2 separate regions of the Danio rerio genome follow, and region 2 is linked to region 1. Evidence: chromatin contacts called from public Micro-C data. All regions are on one chromosome and are shown on one strand. Each heading gives the region's core, a stretch centred on a gene start, on an enhancer-like site or on the middle of the called end of the contact. The rest is flanking DNA. Distances are from core to core; before and after follow the strand shown. Region 1 has its middle 130 kb from the start of bcl11bb. Region 2 overlaps LOC141379522 (a long non-coding RNA gene).

Region 1 (7,194 bases), core at 3,184-5,683:
GTATGTATGTATGTATGTATGTATGTATTTATTTATTTATTTATTTATTTATTTATTTATTTATTTTATTTATTTTATTTATTTTATTTTATTTGTTTGTTTTTTGTTTGTTTTGTTTATTTGACATGTTTTACTAAAAATATATTATTTAATGTATGTTTTGTGAAGTTATAGAATTATTATTGTAAGCATTTTTGTGTTTGGTTAATTCGGTTAATTTAATTTTTGGTTTTGTTTGGTTAATTTGTACTCGTTTGTAGTTTCAACAAAGAACAGAGTCTTAGTTTAAGTGTTTGGATTTATGCTAGAAGAACATGTGCGAATGGCTCTTGCGAGAGAAATTTGAGATCTGAAAAAACGTACACAGCAGCCTCTGGTGGATTTGCGTAAACAAATACTGCAAACGAACGTACCTCCTGGGACGTAATTGGTGCTCTCCAGAAATGCATATAGGGGTACATAATCAGAGTGGGCCTGGGTTGAAAAATAAATCAAATTCTCAAAACATCAAGTATACTTGTGATGATGATGATGAATTTTTATTTAATGCCATGTCAGCAATAAAGCCTATTTTCATGGCAAGAACATTTCATTAATAAAATACAATTAAAAACAATAAAGAAATGAATACATAATTTAAATAACATTTTTAGGATTAACACATGATAAAAAAATCTAAAAAATTTCCACATGAGAAAACATGCAAACGTTTAGTGAGGGAATGTAAAAGCATTGAAGTGTAATTATACTTTTTTTTTTTTAAATCACTATAGTATCTAATTAAATGTAGCTACAAAATCTGCACGTTTCAAAGATTTTTTTTCACATTTTATCTGGATTAATGCCAGATGTAATTGTGTTGAATCTTAAAAAAACTTAAAGATTTAAAAGTTGTGAACATTTTCTGGTATAACATGGGGAGTTTAAGTAGAGTCACACTTCAGACGAGTGATATTCCCACCCTCACATGTCTCTAAAATGTTTAATAGTTTCACTGATAGTAAAAAAGGAGTAAAAGAAGAGTAAAAAGGTGCATTTTTTGGCATTAAATGTTAAAAAATATGGCGACACAGTGGCGCAGTAGGTAGTGCTGTCGCCTCACAGCAAGAAGGTTGCTGGTTCGAGCCTCGGCTGGGTCAGTTGGCGTTTCTGTGTGGAGTTTGCATGTTCTCCATGCAGCACAGGTGAATTAGGTTGGCTAAATTGTCCATAGTGTATGAGTGTGTGTGGTTGTTTGCCATAGATGGGTTGCAGCTGGAATGGCATCCGCTGCGAAAAACATTTGCTGGATAAGTTGGCGGTTCATTCCGCTGTGGCGACCCCAGATCTATAAAGGGACTAAGCCGAAAAGAAAATGAATGAATGTTCATTTGAAACCAAGTTGCATTAATTGAAATCTACAGATAAAGTCGAGTCTCTGCAAAATGCTAAACATCTTGCTTTGTCCAAATATCTTTTTACAGCTCAAACATTAAAGTCATCTGTTCTGTATTACAAAAAAACTAAATATCTCATCCCACCAGGAGGGACAAAACAAGAAGACGGTGGTCTCCGTTTCTCCACCACATCTCTCAGGATGTGTGCGCTGCTAAGAAACTACTGTATTTTTTTAACGACAAGGGCTATATTGGCTTTAAAAAAACATTTACTTCTTGAAGTCCCTTTGACAAGAGGAACACAAGTGAGCTATAAAAAAATCCACAAAACTATTACTAAAGGAAGGAACTTTAATACCGAATATCTCTTAATGACAGCGTTGCAATTAGAGCCACTGCATTTTCCTTCTCGCCGCAAGTCAAAAAGAAAACAAATAAAGCAGACTGATTTAGAAACCTTATTAGCCTTGCAGTCCCACAGCAATTAAATCATTACAGCAATATGGCTTCTGTAAGCACGAGACGGAAAACATTTAGGTGGTCTCGGGTTTAGAGGTGGTCTTGCCTGCTTTTTGGATGGTTTTTACTTTGCTTTATCATCGTCTGATGCATTGTCAGGTTTATGTTACCTCTTTTGTGTGAATAAGACAGGTAGATGATGCTCGTGAATAAACTAATCAAAGCATGCGTACAGTTGGAGTCAGAATTATTTGAATTGTTTTTTCTTTTTTAAATATTTCCCAAATTATGTTTAACAGAGCAAGAAATGTAATTTTGGCTGGAATAAAAGCAGTTTTTAATATTTTTAAAAACATTTTAATTAAAAAATATCTACATGAAAACCTGCTGTAGTCCAAATATCTACACGAAAACCAGATTATTTCACTTATCCCACTGGCAGATAATTCAGCTTGTTTTAAAGAAAATCTCCTAATTGTGACTTATTTTTTCTGAAGGTGAAAACAAAACAATATTTTTACTTGATCTAAGACAAAACAAAGCATTAACAGCTTTTTTTTTTATTTTGACTATTAAATTGCTGTACCAGAATACTGTTCGACTCCTCAGAAAGTAGAGCTATTCAAACTATCTTGTGAAACTGTATTTATATCGCAATATATATCGCAGAAAAATAAAATATCGCATTATCAGATTTTTCCAATATTATAGCTATAGTTTTTTCAGACTATCGAGAAAAAATATAGCTTAAAGGGGCTGATAATTTTGTCCCTAAAATGATGTTTAAAAAATTTAAAACAGAAAAATTCGAAGGGGGCTAAAAATTCCGACCTCAACTGTATATATATATATATATATATAAGAATTTTTCTTATTCACTGTGTGTCTAATAATATTTTTCTTATGGAGGAAGTTTGATTTGCTTTATTCCGGCTAGAATAAAAGCAGCTTTTTATTTTTTTTAAACCATTTTAAGGTCAAAATTATTAGCCCCTTTAAGCTGTATTTTTTCTTATAGTGTACAGAACAAACCATCGTTATACAGTAACTTGCCTAATTACCCTAACCTGCCTATTTAACCTAATTAACCTAGTTAAGCCTTTAAATGACACTTTAAGCTGTATAGAAGTGTCTTGAAAAATTGTCATTAGAAATGAATTATTAAAAGTATTATGTTTAGAAATGTGTTAAAAAAATCTTCTCGCTCTTAAACAGAAATTGGGGAAAAAATAAATGAGAAACTAATAATTCTGACTTCAACTGTACTGTATGTATATATATATATATATATATATATATATGTATATATATATATATATATATATATATATATATATATATATATATATATATATATATATATATAATTGTTTTTATTATTACAATAATTATAAAAATTGTTCCAATTAAAATAGGGTTGAGCAAAGTGCTGTAAAAATCCAAATAAACACTTATTTAATTTAATTTAATTTAATTTAATTTAATTTAATTTAATTTAATTTAATTTAATTTAATTTAATTTAATTTAATTTAATTTAGGAAATTCAGACACTTCTTGAATTGTTGGGGGTCTTTTTGGATTTTTTTATGAGGAAGAAGAAGAAGAATTAGTTTTTTGTTTTTTTATTTGATATTTCATCTATTATTTATTAATAATTTTACAAATTTTCTTAAATTATAGTTATTTTATAAGCAATTATCATAATATTGACCTGTTGGTGTGTACTCTATTATTCAGACCTACCGTGCTAACATTGTAGGGTTTTTTACAGACATTATATATACAATTAAAGTCAGAATTATCGGCCACCCTATTTATTCCTCTCCAATTTCTGTTTAACAGGGAGCAGATTTTTTCAACACATTTCTAAACATAATAGTTTTAATAACTCACTTCTAATAACTGATTTATTTTATCTTTGCCATGATGACAGTAAATAATATTATACTAGATATTTTTCAAGACACTTCTATGCAGCTTAAAGGGACATTTAAAGACTTTACCTAGGTTAACTAGGCAGGTTAGGGTAATTAGGGTTAAATAAAATTAAGTTATTGTATAACAATGGTTTGTTCAGTAGACAATCTAAAAATATATATAGCTTAAAGAGGCTAATAGCTAAGACTATTTATTACAGAAAAAACTCTCACAGTGGAAATAAAACACAAAATTAGGAACTTACACTAAAGTTAGTGTGTCTTGAGATTAAAAGGAGACAATGAAGAGATAGTTCCAATGTTTTCCTCAGAAGTTTAATAATAGTGATATGGAGCTGTGGGCCAGTAGGGGGGGACAGCACCTCTTAAGTTAGAAGTTTGGACACACACACACACACACACACACGCACACACACACACACACACACACACACACACACACAAATATACAGACAGACAGAAATGTATCATTTTAAAGCATTCACGTCAACTACAGCTTAACGTTTTCCATAGGTTAACAATGCATCCAAATAGCCGGTGTTGCAAAATATGATTGCTGAGTCATTAGCAGCACGTTCACACATACATTACACAGACATGACTTAAGTCCAGACTGCTGAGATCTTCAGGGTCCCTTCATGCTTACACTACGATGTGCCGTCAAAGTCTGCCAGAGGTGGTGGGTTTACAGACGACAGGGAAACGCGCTGAGGATCAGAGTCGGCCTCGGCATGTTCACTTGGCCACCGTCCAAGCAGAGGACAGGTTTGCTCTTGTGCAAAAAAGTCGAAAAGACACACACACTCTCTTTCTCTCAGATGAAATCAAAACCAGAAGCGGCTTCATCCAGTTTGTCTTTTTTTTTTTTTATAACTCTCAGTGACTGACCGAGCCGGTTTCATGCTCCAGATGCAGTCCAAACAGTGAGGAGTTTTCTCCGTGGTCTGGTGACTATTGTCTTAGCGAGGACACAAACACACACCAACATGTAGTCGAGTTGATCAAACGGAAAGTGCGTTTTTTACTTTTATCTTCTGCCATTGAAGCATCTTTGTTTAGATTGTTCTCCGAAACTAAACAGTTGTTTTTTTCAGTGCAAAAAAAAAGAGGTCTGGCAAATCTTGGAGACTCAGTGATGAGAAGCACACACTAAAGTCCTCCAGGATTTCTTTAAATAGAGACAGAAAATGGTAATGATGGAATTAAATTTAAATATGATCACAAATGCAATCACAATGCAGCTGCAAATTAAAAAGACACAAGCAGGGTTCCACACAAGTCCTTCATGTTGTCACAACACAAATCAATTGAGTTAGCTTCGCTTTTACACATTTAAGTGGATTGAACATAAAATATTTAAGTTGTGCCAAAAAAAATTAAGAATTGTGTTGATTCAGCTCATTTTAAATAAGTAGTTTAACAAGCAGCAACACTCATTTTTGTGTGTACACTAAAAAAAATTATTTAAAGATGATTCCTTGGATTTACTATTTTTTCTACGTAAGTGCTTGTAAACAATTTATTTAAGTTGAATTTAAACAAACAAATTAAGTTGAACATTATTAGAACATTGTTGTTCTGCATGCTCACTTTTTTTCAGAGTACAAAGTTGTGCTTTTTTAGGAGCAACAAAAAATAAATATTACGTAAATCGTTAGAAATTCCAACGCAATCTCACGGCAATTCGTAACGTTTTGATTTAGTGGCGAATTTGTATGAACTCGTTCGATCTAATTGGTGCAATTAAGTACGATTTGCTCATCCCCCAACGATGAAAAAAATGATGTCTGCAAAACTGTTGCAAACAATTTATTTGTGTTGAATTAAAAAAAAAAAGAATTGAATTTACTAAAATTCTACTTAATTTGTGTGTATAAATTTACCCCAAATAAATAGTTTACAGCCAGTTAACGTAAAAAAATAGAGTAAATCCAAGGAATCATTTCTGAATAATGTTTTTTAGTGAATGACGGTTGGGTTTAGGGGTGGGGTTAGATGCCACGCCTCCTTTTTAAAATCGTGCAATTTCGTACAACTGAACTCGTAATTCGCCACTAAACTGACAAAACGTAAAATACTTAAGTTTGCTCGTGAGATCAGGCTGGAAATTCTTGAAAAACTCTAATCAGAAATAAATTCTTGCTTCACTGTTGCACCAAAATAATCATGTCATGTTGTTCAAACACAAACCGATTAAGTTAGCTTTTTTTCTTTTGCAAATTGAAATGGATTGAATATAAAACAAATAAGTTGTCCCTCAAAATTTTGAAAGAATGGTGGTGACAGCATAATGCTGTGTGGATGTTTTTCAGCAGGATAAAGTGAAAGATGAATGCAGCAATGTACAGAGACGTCCTGAATGAAAACCTGCTTCAGAGTGCTCTTGACCTCAGACTGGGATGACGCTTCATCTTCCAGCAGGACAATGACCCAAAGCACACCGCCAAAATATCAATAGAGCGGCTTCACAACAACTCGGTGAATGTCCTTGAGTGGCCCAGCCAGAGCCCAGACCTAAATCCTATTGAACATCTCTGGAGAGATCTAAAAAATTGCTGTACACCGCCGCTTCCCATCCAACCTGATAGAGCTTAGAATGTACTGGAAAGAGGAATGGGCACAAATTCCCAAAGACAGGTGAGCCAAGCTTGTGGCATCATATTCAAAAGGACTTGAGGCTGTAATCGCTGTCAAAGGTGCATCAACAAAGTATTGAGCAAAGGCTGTAAACACGAATGTACATCTGTTTTTCAGCTTTTTTTATTTTTAATAAATTTGCAACAATTTTTTCACATTGTCATTATGGGGGATTGTGTGCCGAATTTTAAGGAAATAAATGAGTTTAATCCATTTTGGAAAATTCTGTAACATAAAAAAATGTATAAAAAGGAAAGCGCTATGAATACTTTCCGGATGCACTGTGTGTTCTCTTATTTCACTTTAAAGGCAATGAAAATAACATATTATTTGCACTAAGAGTAAAATTACTAAAACTACACGCAACAGCCTAAGAAAAATGCTAATTTAGATTAAAATTTTAGTCAAATATGTTAATTAAGTAAATAAATTGTACTCTTGCTTTTAATATAGTACAATCAACAGACATTTTGGTTTCAGAGAAACTCTCTTTGTACATGTATCATATTCACCTATAAAGACGACTTTCAAGATCAACAGGTCACCGTGATAACATCTCCTGCCACCACACTGAGTGCTACAATAAACATATATAGTTATGAAAATCACCTCGCCTGACAATGTGCCGTGCTTGTGTAAACATCATTCCACGCCACGCTGTTCGCTGTCCAATTGACACACTTTTATTGACTCTAAATGTTTTCTGCGCTCTCACGTTTCAGGGACCCTTTGCTTGCCCTTTGTGCTGCGCAACAGTTAATATTAGTCTGCAGGCGCTGTCGTA
Region 2 (7,194 bases), core at 1,596-4,095, 130 kb before region 1:
GTCGTCCTTGGAGGGCCATGGAAGCGGGCCCCTACCCATATGCAGATGGCTAATGCAACGCCGCTAATTCACTCTCAGTGTCATGTTCAGTCCCCCGGCGTGTCATTGGGGGAGTGCATTGGCCTGCAGGAAGTGAGGAACTTGTCACCGGGATGAATAATACAATAGAGGGGCATCTTTACATGGTGTACGACGCAGCGTTTCTGCACTCATTGGGGAGCTGGAGCAGGCGGCTGTGGACGTCACGTTGTGCGGGTGGCTCTCTGAGTGGAGATAGTACAACTCCACGACCTGATTTTGCAGGGTTAGACACGTTCCTAGGTCAACAGTTACTTTTTTGTCAACAATAATGGTTTTAAGATAGTTATTTCTGCGCATTTGTGAAGCTTGTCAGTAGGAAATGTCAGTTTACATTTTTAAAATATTATGTTTAATGGTAATTGGCTTTATTTTGATGGTCTCTATTGCTCATTTTGTCGACTAAATTGCATAACTACATGCCAATTACTTCTCATTTAAGTATTAGCAGACTGTCTGCTTAATATCTGCTGATACGGCTCCTTTAAAAGACGTTTAACTGACTCTAAGAAACTTTGCAAGTACATGTCAATTTACACTAACCCTAACCCCAACCTAGCAGTCTATTCATAATCTAATGAGAATTAGTTGGCATGTCGATGCAATGTAACTTAAATTCAACAATGCATCGAAGGGACCATCAAAATAAAGTGATACCATTAGTTGTAATGATTAAGTTAGATTTTTGTATGCGCAATGAGACCAGTTCGTCTGGATGACATTTAGAAACAGGAAGAGCTGAGACGGACTAAATCCAGAAGAACTGTGATAACATCTTCAAGAAAACCACCATTTTCTCTTCTTAAAAAATATAAGTGGCCTAGCTTAGATCATTAAACTACATTCTTGTCTGAAATATCCCACATGAAACAAATGAAAGATTACTTTTATTTATAGTGAACACTATAAAGTGTTTTTGAACCATACTATAGTAAAACACATGGATTAATCTGTCTAATTATTTGCTGGTCAGGGTTTATTTCATAAATATATGTAATATTTATTTTTTTTATATTTAATATTTTTTTTAAATTTGCTTAAATCTCCTGTGATGTTCTATATGACAAAAAAAGGGAAATTGGAACTTGTAATGCTAAAGTTGCTCTGGTAATGCATCTAGAGTAGGGGTGGCCAAACTTTTTCTTATGAAGGGCCAAAAATATCACTTGATTGAGGCTAGTGGGCCGAATGTAAATATAGTTGCCATGTGTAATTTCCTTATTTATTTAATAACTTTTAAAGAATAACTAGAAAACATTGCTTTATATTAACTAATATAGTATATTTTTAAATTAGTTATTACAGTAAAAACAGTTTTTTAATATTTATAACAGAATGGAGTAACACTAGTTTTTACCTTGATTTGCTCACTGATGTCTTCTTCGTAGTCCTCTATCCATCAAGTGACAGTATTCATTTTAAAAACTCAGATTAATTTACAGCATATATCTTCAGTTTGCTTTTTTTGTGACTCAGCAATAAAACAAACAAAAAAGGTTACGTCAAATTGGAAATGATGATCTGTTAAAGGCATTCTCCCTAACTATCTCCATCCTTCTCACTCTCTCCTCTCAGATGGGATGGTGGGCCAAATCAACGGTTACAATGGGCCAACTTTGGCCTGCAGGCCCTATTTCACTGCAAAAAATGCTTTTCTTGCTTAGATTTTTGGTCTTGTTTCTAGTCTAAATATCTAAAATTTCTTATATTAAGAAGCATTTTCTAGACAAGCAAAACATATTGTCTTGTTTTGAGAAATAAAATGCCAAAGTTAGTTTTTCCTTAAAACAAGTAAAATAATCTGCCAATGGGGTAAGCAAATTAATCTTGTTTTTTTTTTTTTGACGTAAGAATATTTTGCTTACCCCATTGGCAGATTATTTTGCTTGTTTTAAGGAAAAACTCACCTAATTTTGGCATATTATTTCTGAAAACAAGACTATATGTTTTTCTTGTCTAGAAAATGCTTCTTGATTTTTATATTATAATGATATTTGTACTAGAAACAAGACCAAAAATCTAAGTAAGAAAAGCATTTTTTGCAGTGTTGGGCATCTCTGATCTATAGTAATATAAATAAATGACCCAATACTGTACTTTACTAAGTTTACTGTATACATTAAACTACAATACACCACAATTTACTGCAGTAAAGTATAGAGTACTATGCTTTACAGTTTATTAGTTCACTGTAGCTTACATGCAGTCATTAAAGTGTTGTGAAAACAATTACATGTATAATACACTCTAGTATTCTTCAAAAACACTCTGAAGCACTATAGTATTTTATATACAAGCTAACCTACACCTAATCCTAACCGTACACATAAATTATTCCTGAGGTAAATCAAAGGCGAGGTATGCTGCAAACCCTGATCGTAAACCTAAACTTAAACCTCAAATATGATTGGGTGAGTGGAATTTGACGAAAAATACACTATATTAAATTAATTCTAAATTTAGACTAGAAAAACGAATCCCTACCCTAAATTAATCGTAAAGTCTGACGGGAATATAGATAAATAACAGAAGCATCTCTCCCTGATTGTATGGCATAAACGTACCGGTATTTGGCGTATTTGACATAAACTCTAAACTTATACTTCAAATTTGATTGGTTGACTGAAAAGATGTTTCACCAAAGATGTTAATCCAGGAACGTCGATGTCAAAAGGTGTAATTTGAGCAAAGTCTCTGAAACTTCCCTACTAGAAATCTTGAGGAGGGTCTGTTTTGGCCTATGGGGGGCGCTAGAGTACACCATTTGAGTTGTGAGGGTAATCTTGTGGAACCGTTCATTTTGTACACTTGAAGACACACACAATCACACACACGTTAATATATCCTCCTCTTTTGAAAAAAAAGCACATTTTTATGCCTTTCTCTCTCATAATCAAACTCTACATGGCCCGCCGTCAGGTGAGAAGTTACTCTATCAGCTACAACTGTAGTTCATATCAAGTCAAATGCTGATGTGTAATGATAATGTTAGTACGTTTTACTGCTATGCTCTCTTGGTCTGATTTATTATTATGTCTGTTTTTGTTCATAGTGTTTTTGATGTCACTGTGAGTAAATGAGTTTGCCTTTTTTAATGTTCAGTCATTTTATTTATTTTAATATTTTAATTCTGTTTACAAAAAAGGTGTTTCTACATTTGAAAATGATCAATAAATGCAAATTTTTATACAAATGTTTTATTGTACACATTTATCTTGTTTTCTGTATGAATGTGGACAAAATAAACACTTAAATAATATTAACAGTTGCTTTATTTAAATCTTTTCTGTTTTTATAAAAGCTTGATGTTTGTTATAAAGATTGTTTTTACAATATTTTCATTTGATTTTCTTATTGAAATAATAATAATTTAATAAAATAATTGCTGTTGTTTCTGTTAGATTCTGGCAGGAGATAAACTTACTTTTTAAATTGTTTTTCTCCCACCAGCATATTGTTTTCATAAAGTAAACAAACAGTTATAATTTTTCCCTATATATATATATATATATATATATATATATATATATATATATATATATATATATATATATATATATATATATATATATAAGGCAGAATTACTAGCCCCCCTCTCTCCCCCATTTCTGTTTAATGAAGCAATTTTTTTTCAACATATTTCTTAACAAAATAGTTTTAATAACTCATTTCTAATAACTTATTTATTTTGTCTTTGCCATGATGACAGTAAATAATATTTGACTAGATATTTTTCAAGACACTTCTATACAGCTTAAGGTGTCATTTAAAGGCTTAACAAGGGTAATTAGGTTAACTAGGCAGGTTAGGGTTATTAGGCAAGTTATTGTATAATGATGGTTTGTTCTGTAGACTATCAAAAAATGAAAAAGAAAAATAGGTTTAAGAAAAAATAAATTTCCTTGCTCTGTTAAACATAATTAGGGAAATATTTTGAAAAGAAGAAAAAAAATTCAAAGAGGGGCGAATAATTCTGACTTCAACTGTAGTAATTTAAACCCCATCTAAAAGGTTGGACACCATTTTTTTTTTTTTTTTGCTGCATGTTCAAATTACTTAAGGAGCCTTCCCTAAGGAGCCAGGACCTAATTGTTTTAAGTTCAATCCACTTAAATTTATTCTATTAAGTTAATACATGTTTGTTGGGACAACATGAATGAATTGTGTGGAACCCCCTTTTTTCAGTGTATACACTGAAAATGATCCATCATAAAATTCATAGTTAAAATAATATGTTTTAAAGTAAAATGATATACTTAAACTTGATAGAGTTTATAAAAAAAATGACAGAACTAATAATAATATAATCTGCAATTAAAATTCTACACTGAAAAAAAAAAGATGTCTGCAATGTTGCTGCAAACAATTTATATGGGTTGAATTGAAACAAACTAATTAAATGTAGTAATGGTCAATCTGATTAGTTTAAATTCAACCCAAATAAATTGTTTGCACTTAAACAAATTTAATAAACCCAAGGAATCATCTTTAAATCTAAAAAAATTTTCAGTGCACTTATTGTTATTTTTCACATATAAAATCACATTGTGTCTTATCAGGTCTTATTAAAAAGTGTTTCATAGGAACTGTTGATACTATAGTAATTTTTGCAAATGACTTTATTTGGGTTAGATTTTTTTGTATATTGTAAAATGCAACAACAACAAAAAAGTATTTAATGTAACAAATTAAACTTAAAACAGTTAAGTTGTCCCCAAAAAATCTCCAGAATTGGGTTGTTTCAGCTTATCTTAAATAAGTAGTTTGAACATGCAGCAAAAATATTTTTTGAGTGTATAAAATGTATTTAAAAATGCATTTTCGAATAACAAATGCGTATAATTTATCTTTTTTTTTTTCCAAATGAAAATGGATCAGACACAAGCATACAATCTAAACACCTGATAAATGTTTCACAGGACTTCAGCACTTATCAAAAGTCTGCCAAGCCATGGGACGTAAAAAAAAATCTCAACTGAAGAAACTTCTCTATATCTGTTTACTGACGGCTGTAGCCCAAATGTGGTGTGAGAGAGTGAAAGCAAAAGAATTGCAGGTGGGACTGAAGTAAGTGTGGTCTCGTGGAAAGTGGCTGTCGTTGGTTGGTCTGGCCTGAGCGTGTGTGTGTGTGAGACGGAGCTCTCCTCTTATTTAAGATGAAAAGCAGAAAGGATGCAGCCCCCAGCAGAGAGCTGCTCTTCCACCATCATTTGATCTCATATTGTAATCCCAGGTGTTTTGAATAATTTATGGAATACGGCTTCTCGTTAAACAGTAATTTATATGTGTCGCGGAGAATAGGTTCTGCAGCCCTGCACATGTAAATAACAGAAGATGCTTGTGGAGGAATCTGATTAATAATAATAATAACAACAACAACAATAATAAAAAACACAACAACAACAATAATAATAATAAAACAATAATAAAATAATAATAATAATAATAATAATTATTATTATTATTAATAAAGATAATAATATCAATAATATTAATAAAAATCATAGTAACAACAACAACATAATATTAATAACAACAATAATAAAAATGACAACAAAATCATTGTAACAGTTTGAATAAAGATTATAATAATAATAATAATTAAAAAAAATCATAACAACAACATAATAATAACTACAACAATAATAATACCAATAACAATATTAATAAAAATCATAAAAACGACAACATAATAATAATAATATAATTTGGTTTTGGGCGTTTTTTTCTGTATATCCATTTTTATTTCTATAGTTTCCAAGAATACAAAAATGTGCACATATTGATAAAAAAATATAATACCATCAACATAACATCAATAATAATAACAACAATAATAACATTAATAAAGATGATAACAACAGCCACATAATGATAATAACAATAGTTATAACAATAATAATAAAGATGACAATAACAATAATACTAATAAAGATGATAACAACAACAACAACATAATAATAATAATAATAATAATTATTATTATTATTAATAACTATAACAATAAAGATGATGATAACAACAACAACAATAATAATCTCTTTAATGTTTCCTTTAATGAAATATTACATAATCCTATTGAAAAGCAGTATTTAATAATAATAACTGTAACAACAACAACAACAACAACATGATAATAATAATAATAATAATAATAATAATAATAATTTCTTTAATGTTGGGAATCATTACATAATCTTTTTGGAAAGCATTATTTAATAATAATAATAATGATAATAATGATGATAATAATAATAATAATAATAATAATAATAATAATAGCATACTACTACTACTAATTTCTTTAATTTTAGGAATTATTACACAATTATTGCAATAACAAGCATTATTTGATAACAACAACAACAACATCAACAACAACATAAAAATAACAATAATAATAATGAAAATAATAATAATAATAATAATGATTCCTTTAATGTTGGATATTATTACACAATCTTATTGGAAAGCACTCTTTATTAACAATAACAACAACAATAATAACAATAATAGTAGTATGATAGCAACAACAACAGTAATGTAATTATTAATCCTTAAGAATGATAATGATGACAACAGCAACAACAATAATAACATTAATAAAATCAATAATAATATTAATAAAATTAATAAGAATAATTCCTTTAATGTGGGGATGATTACAGAATTTTACTGGAAAGCATTATTTTACAGTGTTCAGATGAACTTAACCATATGCATAATTACATGAATTAACTCCACACAAATGTACACCATAAAACAGCGTGTAATCTATTATTGCTATTTTAATTAAGGTTTGATATTAAAACCTGGGAGATCAAGAATTACAGGCCTCTTTATATATATTTTTTTACGGTTTATTTTGAACTAATTCACATCTAATCTGGCTTATCTACTGAAATCACTTAAATAGGCTTGAAATGTAGAGCTAAACAGAGCTCAGCTTTTATTGTATCACCACAACGGTTTTAATTTAGGTTTGCTGTTAGAAAACATCAATTTGTAAACCAATATGATGCGGATTTTTCTAGTTTATTTTAAAAATTATTTACATATGAACTGGTTTACTGACTAAAATCAGTCACCTAATACACTGACAAAATACTAAACATT

What was found. A called contact is a pair of places that touch in the nucleus more often than the background predicts.
Region 2: a contact with region 1 is called in a Micro-C map of caudal fin, with 5 times the contacts expected there. The contact joins two enhancer-like sites. A contact is called at or near these places in 1 of 18 Hi-C or Micro-C datasets (caudal fin) and 1 of 4 datasets of contacts at active chromatin or transcription factors (caudal fin).

Annotation. Positions count from the first base shown.
Region 1 is chr20:4,671,615-4,678,808 of GRCz12tu, reverse strand. No RefSeq gene overlaps it. Among named protein-coding and RNA genes, the nearest start is that of bcl11bb, 130 kb to the right of the region's middle. Within about 2 kb of position 4,433, at least 7 of the 62 cell types and tissues checked have an H3K27ac peak or open chromatin away from gene starts, as enhancers often do. A contact at or near this core is called in caudal fin, where this site is marked.
Region 2 is chr20:4,803,027-4,810,220 of GRCz12tu, reverse strand. It overlaps LOC141379522 (a long non-coding RNA gene), which reads left to right. Exons shown (of 4, transcript XR_012396331.1): 4 at 1-593. Among named protein-coding and RNA genes, the nearest start is that of papola, 75 kb to the left of the region's middle. Within about 2 kb of position 2,845, at least 4 of the 62 cell types and tissues checked have an H3K27ac peak or open chromatin away from gene starts, as enhancers often do. A contact at or near this core is called in caudal fin, where this site is marked.